Regions from separate parts of the Mus musculus genome. Here region 2 is linked to region 1. Evidence: chromatin contacts called from public HiChIP or PLAC-seq data. All regions are on one chromosome and are shown on one strand. The core of a region is the stretch at or near the end of the contact, and the rest is flanking DNA. Distances in the headings are between cores, read along the strand shown.

What was found. HiChIP or PLAC-seq counts read pairs in DNA pulled down with a chosen protein or histone mark.
Region 2: a contact with region 1 is called in an H3K27ac HiChIP or PLAC-seq map of T-cell acute lymphoblastic leukemia, with 4 times the contacts expected there. The contact joins two enhancer-like sites. A contact is called at or near these places in 9 of 115 datasets of contacts at active chromatin or transcription factors (the 230-238 cell line, the SCID.adh cell line, T-cell acute lymphoblastic leukemia and 4 more) and 1 of 9 other capture datasets (adipose tissue).

The regions. Positions count from the first base shown.
Region 1 is chr16:32,852,043-32,855,373 of GRCm38.p6, forward strand. The region is part of intron 2 of Rubcn (RUN domain and cysteine-rich domain containing, Beclin 1-interacting protein); the gene reads right to left. Among named protein-coding and RNA genes, the nearest start is that of Rubcn, 15 kb to the right of the region's middle. RefSeq lists an enhancer at 42-3,331. Within about 2 kb of position 1,564, at least 64 of the 459 cell types and tissues checked have an H3K27ac peak or open chromatin away from gene starts, as enhancers often do. A contact at or near this core is called in the SCID.adh cell line and T-cell acute lymphoblastic leukemia, where this site is marked.
Region 2 is chr16:33,023,499-33,026,635 of GRCm38.p6, forward strand. The region is part of intron 8 of Iqcg (IQ motif containing G); the gene reads right to left. Among named protein-coding and RNA genes, the nearest start is that of Iqcg, 31 kb to the right of the region's middle. Within about 2 kb of position 1,358, at least 31 of the 459 cell types and tissues checked have an H3K27ac peak or open chromatin away from gene starts, as enhancers often do. A contact at or near this core is called in the SCID.adh cell line and T-cell acute lymphoblastic leukemia, where this site is marked.

The DNA.
Region 1 (3,331 bases), core at 314-2,813:
CAGGAGCTGAGCATGGTACCCCATGTCTGTAAATGCATACAGGAGACAGAGCAGGAGGATCTCAAGTAGAAGGTTAGCCTGGGCTACATAGCAAGACCCTATCTCAAAAATACAAAACAAAAGCAAACAATAAGGACACACAAAAAGAAGTTATTTGTATTACTTTTGTAAGTACACACACTCTGGAAGGAAGCTAGTAAAAAGTAGTAACTTACAGGATCAGAAGATAATGAGAGACTTTTTACTATTTGTTTGTTTGTTTGTTTTTCGAGACAGGGTTTCTCTGTGTAGCCCTGGCTGACCTGGAACTCACTTTATAGACCAAGCTGGCCTCGAACTCAGAAATCCGCCTGCCTCTGCCTCCCGAGTGCTGGGATTAAAGGCGTGCGCCACTATGCCCGGCTTCACTATATTTTTTTATACTCTTAAGTTTTTTAGGGCTAGAGGAATGGCTCAGTGGTTAAGAGTACTGACTGCTCCTCTGAAGGTCCTGAGTTCAAATCCCAGCAACCACATGGTGGCTCACAACCATCTGTAATGAGATCTGACTCCCTCTTCTGGTGCATCTAAAGACAGCTACAGTGTTATTAGATATAATAATAAATGAACCTTAAAAAATTCTTTTTTAGCCATGTAACCATGTAAAGTGTATTATATAGTCAAAAATTAAACATTTTAAAGTAGGTTACCAAGTGACACACATGGTACAATCTTAACTATTTTAAAAGGCATAAAATTATCTTTTAAATATAAGAATTTAAATATACAGAAAAATAAAATAAAATAAAATAAAGAACATCCAAAAGAATGATAAAAGTGATATTATTACTTGTTATTAAGTTTATGGGTGAGTTTATTTTTCTGAGTCTTTATGGTATATGTTAAAGTGTGAACAAGTAAGGAATGTATTATGAGCTGGGCACAGGGGCACACAACTTTAATCCTAGTACTTGGAAAGCAGAGGCCAGCCTGGTCTACAGACTGAGTTCCAGGACAACCAGGGCTATATACAGAGAAACCCTATTGGGTATTTTTGTGGAGGGGTGGCTTCAACAAAATCAAGCTACCTTAGGCTAGAGAGATATGGCTCTGAGGTTAAGAGTACAGACTGCTCTTGCACAGGACAGATACCAGCATTCACATGTGGCCCACAACTACCTGTAACTTCAGTTCCAGGGCATCCAATGCCCTCTTCTGGCTTCCATGGGCACCAGGCACACACATGGTATACATACATGTAGACAATATACACATAAAAAGTAAATCATTTTAATTGGGCCATCTACACTGCTAAAGCAGTTTCTTCTTGTGGTAGGGGAGGGGCCCTTTCACCTTAGCTGAGCCATCTCAGGAACTGTCTCCACATTCATAAGCAGCAGAACAGAGATGTTATCAATACACCTGGCCTCAGTAAAGGTGGCCCAGATGCAGCTGGCAACGACGAGATCCCGCTAAGACTACAGTCATGCCATTACAGCTTCCCGGGGTCCCCAAGTGATTAAAACAAACCACAGCTCACGTCCATAGCACATCCTTTTGAAAACAAAGAGGAGAAATGACCAACGGGAATCATGTGTCCCTTCCTCTTTCCAAGGGCACAGCACCCAGAATAGCTTCCTGATGACACAGCAGGCTGAAACCTTTGAAAGCACTAAATTTTCTGGAAGGAAACAACAGGGGAAAAACAAGTCTGATGCTGTCTTTAACTCTTAGACCTTAACAAGGCACAGGGCCACAATAAAACTGACGTGCAGCTTCTGTTTCGGGCCCTTTCCTCTTGGAGCCTCTGTGGACTAAGCGCCTGTCCATGCTGCACGTGTGTCTGCTCCCACTTACTGATGCTAGTGTTGTAAGTGCTCGCATACATTCTTAAATTGCTTCCTTCTGAAGGGGGGGGGCTTCTATAGGATAGCTTTCGTGCTAGTTTTTTTTTTTTTTTTTAAGAATTCTAAAAAGAGCTGGGCGTTGGTGGCGCACGCCTTTAGTCCCAGCACTTGGAAAAAATTCTAGAAAGATAAGCTAACACCATTCTGCATCTGTAAGCTTGTTTTATTTGAGAGTCTCATCAACATTTCTCCCTTTGTGGTACAGATGGTGAAACCATCATGTAATCTGGTTATGTTACTATGTGACAATGTAAAATTAGTAACAGGGCCAAGAAAAGAACCTTTGTTATCAAGGCACAAGCAGTTTAACCACTGAATGACAGCACCACTAATCTGGTAGCTATTTTGGTCACCAGCCTGGGAAACTTGCACTTTGTTTTTAACAAAACATTCTGGCATGAATCCCAAACTTGTGAATGGAACACTGGGTAGTTCAGTGCTACAAATGAACATAAAGAACACCAAGATGGGATGCAGTCTCCTGAGAGATAATATATTTAGCTGCACCCTGCTTGTTGGGTGGGGCAGCCAGGCACAGGATAGTGTGAGGGAGACAGCAGGTTCAGAGCTGGAGCTCAGCGCCGAGGGCTGAGCTGAGTGTCAAGGTGCATGGGTGACAAGAGACTGCTTCAAGGAAATGGGGGTGGGGTGGGGGGCACAAGAGTACACACAATGACTCTATCTTTAGAACCCTGTAATGGGCAAGGGACATGGCTCAGCAGGTGAGGGTACTGGCTACATCTAATGATCTGAGTTCCATCCCTAGGACCCACATGGTGGAAGGACAGATCTGAGTCCTGAAAGTTGCCCACTGATCTTCACATACATGTACATAAATAAATAAATATCATTTTTTAAAAAATGTTTAATCCAAGAAGAAATTCAGGTACAGAAACTGAAAGAATGGTCGCAGACTCAGGACAATGCTTCCTGTGGCATCATAAGATAATACCATGCAAATCAAGAAGCGACGGTGGTCAACAGCACTGCATTTATTAACCAAGGGAGAAATGGGTCTTCAATTAGATAACATGGATGCCATTTTCTTCTTTGTTTTTTTGAGATAAGTCTCTCTGTGCAGCTCTGGCTGTCCTGGAACTCACTCTGTAGACCAGGCTGGCCAGGAACTCACAGAGATCATACTGCCTCTGCCTCCCGAGTGTTGGGATTAAAGGGATGGCATTTTCTTAAAAAGCATTGCAAGATCTCCAGTGGTAAGGAAGATAATAAGATTTCACTGAATCAAGTTATCTTCAAAATTTCAATGTTCTTAATTATATATATCACAGGACAATATGCAACAGGGAAACAATTTATTAATCACTTTAAATTTTTATTAATTAATTTTGTACGTTTGTGCACACATACATGCTATGGTGTCTATGTGGCAGTCAGAGACAATTAGCAGTTAGTTCTCTTCTTCTGTCAAGTGTGTCTGAGGAAAA
Region 2 (3,137 bases), core at 108-2,607, 170 kb after region 1:
TCCACTGGCTTCCATGTGGCAGATATAAACACATACACATAAACAAACTGTCAAATAAATAAACTTAAGTAAGTGTATTTTACTTTATAGACAGAGGAGAAAAATATATCATCAAAAAATCATATTGATGGATGAAAATAATTCATCTCAGCTGGGTGTGGCGACACACCTTTATCCTGGCACTGAGAAGGTGACTCTAAATTCTTTGAGTTTGGGGCCAGCTTTGTCTCTGTGATGAGTTCCAGGTCAGCCAGGGCTATGTTATGAGATGCTGTCCTCCCACCACCACCAAAAATAAATGAATACTTGGACAAGAAACTCCTTCACATGATAAAATGTGCTCACCAGTGATCTACAGGGTAAACATCCCACTGAGTCAGGTACCAGTCACTGCCTCTCAGCTCCAGGTTCATTCAGCATGGCTGGGCATGACTGGAAGTGTTTCCTTTGGCCACCTAGCAAAATACTAAGCTTCGTCAGCAGAGGGCGCTAGAGGACACGGCAGGAGGTCTGTAGGCTCACTGTGCTCTGGCTCCCTGGTCACACTGCTAGAGCTGTGTGACACCCAGTGGCACTCATTGACCAAAACATTTAACTAACAACTGCAACATTATATCCATTATGACGAGGTAAGATTAACTCCAAGAATGTAAAGAACACAATAGCAAATCTACCCTGTTTTACTTCCACATATTAAAGGGGAAGATAATCTCAATGAATAAAAAAAGTCCACCTTCTACAACCGAGTATTCATCTGACTGAAGAAGGAGGAAAGGAGAGAGGGAGGAAGAGAAGGGGCAGAAGGGAGGAGGAGGAGGAGACAAACATTTAAGTGCACACTCCTATAATTCCAGCACTCAAGAGGCAGGAGGCTGAGGCAGGAGGATCAAGATGAGTCAGAGAACACCTTGAGCTACATAATTAGAACAATATCCAAAAAAATCCAAAACAAACAAACAACAACAAACAAACAAACAAAACCCCAGCACCTCTTGGCATCCAGGAAACCACGCACTTTCTCTAATGAGCCTGAATCTTAGTCATGGGAAAGACTTTCCTTCCACCTCCTTGGTTCCTTTCTCGGATCCTGGCAGTCAGCCCTGTGCTAGCCTTCAGAGCTCTCTTTATCCCTTCTTGGTAATCTGTCCCATATTAATAGCTCATGATCCTTTTGTTAAAGTCTGTTTAAATTGATAGTGTGATTTGTGTTATTTAAATGGATTTTAATCACACACAATTGGCACTAGGAATGAAGCTGATCCCACGCTCTAATTCACAGATGTCTTTGTAAGTCACTTGCCATACTTGCATAGCAGCCTGGTGTCATTAATGCAACAGGAGATCTGATATGGAGTGTCAAAGCAGATGCCTCTGTAGACCATGACATGACAGCTGGAGGATCGGCAGCCCCCGTATAGGAAGGAGGAGGCACACATGGCCCTGCTGGTGAAAGCAAGCAGCTTTCGAATTGGTTTAGCGATTAGCAGCTGTATTGCAGATGTGTATCAACAAAGTCTATGAATAGCAGCAGCAGCTGGAGTTACAACAGTCCCCGTGACTGTGCAAGGGCCAGGCAGCTTCTGCACAGACCAAGCAGCAAATCTAAGGCCCTGTGCTTCAGTCAGGTGTTGGAAGGCGGCGCTTACCTATGCAGTGTCATCAGGGTCACAGCAAGCCTGTGGTTTAATTTTCAGTGGAGTTGGAAAGTTCCAGGCGCTCCTACATTTGTACCTGTCCCGAATATGTCTTCCCCACTGTATATACTCAGTACTTTGGGAAGTAGCCACAGTTCGGCTCCATAGAACTCGAAAACCCACAGCAGCAGTGACTGAAGTTAAGACTCCACTTGTTGGGCTGGTGAGGTGGCTCAGTGGGTAAGAGCACCCGACCGCTCTTCCGAAGGTCTGAAGTTCGGGTCCCAGCAACCACATGGTGGCTCACAACCATTTGTAACAGGATCTGACTCCCTCTTCTGGAGTGTCTGAAGACAGCTACAGTGTACTTACATATAATAAATAAATAAATCTTAAAAAAAAAAAAAAAAGACTCCACTTGTCATCTGACTGCCTCAATCCTGCTGTGACCCGGGGCTGGCTACAGGTTTGTTCTGTGGGTCCCCATGAGTCACTGTCAACTCAGAGTTAATGCTCTCAAGAAGCCAGTGTCTAAGTCACTCCAGACTCCATAGGTCTCCTGGCTTCATGACCACCTTATCTTCGTTGTCAGCCACCAAGTGGTTTTTCAGGGTTGGACCATTCCCATGGAAGTCAGGACCTACCTTAAGGATGCCCCGGAGGTCACACCTGGCCCCCATAGGAATGCGGTCAAGTACAGAGACATTTCTCGCACTCTCCACCAGCTCACTCACTCTTTGCTTCCTGACTACCACCAGCATGGATAGCCTTCAGGGAAGGGCTTGTTCCATTAGCTCTGCCAGGTTGCCACAGTGTGCTACCTAGCTGACGTTGATAATGGATGAATCTGAAGGAGCAGATTTACCACCTGGACAAGAAAGACCCGACTCTCTCACCAACTGGCATGATACTGAGGGCCTCACAAGGATGCTGGAGAGACTCCCAAAGTCAAAGGCTTAGCTCTTCCCAGGACATCTTGAGAGGAGCAGAAAGGATAAGGACCCTAAGTTCCAGCAGGTCCTAAGGGATCACTGAGGTTAATGCCTGGTTACTCTCAGACCAAGCAGGTCCCCTGGGTTGGAAATGGGAGTCACCCACCCCTCTCCTGTGGAACACAGATGTTCTTTATACAGCATAGTGATGTCCCGTCCCCATGTGCTCTTCAGTGTCCTCAGACTGGTGTGCCTGCTGGTTGTCTTCTGGTTAGGATGTGTCTGGTGATGAGTGAATAAATTCATCCCAAGCAGGCTGTCCCCAAGGCTTTGCATTCTCACCTCCACATCACAGGAGGGAAGCCCTGGTACCTCCACCTCGTCAAATGGAGGGAGGCAGCTACTAGGTCTAGTCAAGCAAGCTATCAGCCTCACCACCGGACGCACGGCACCCACAGGAAATCCCGCATGTGCAGCCAGCTTGCCTGTGTCCCAGATGCAGCCCGCACGCCTTGCATCCTAATCTGTCTAGCTAACACCCATGTGCTCAGTGCTTCTCAGCAAATGTTCT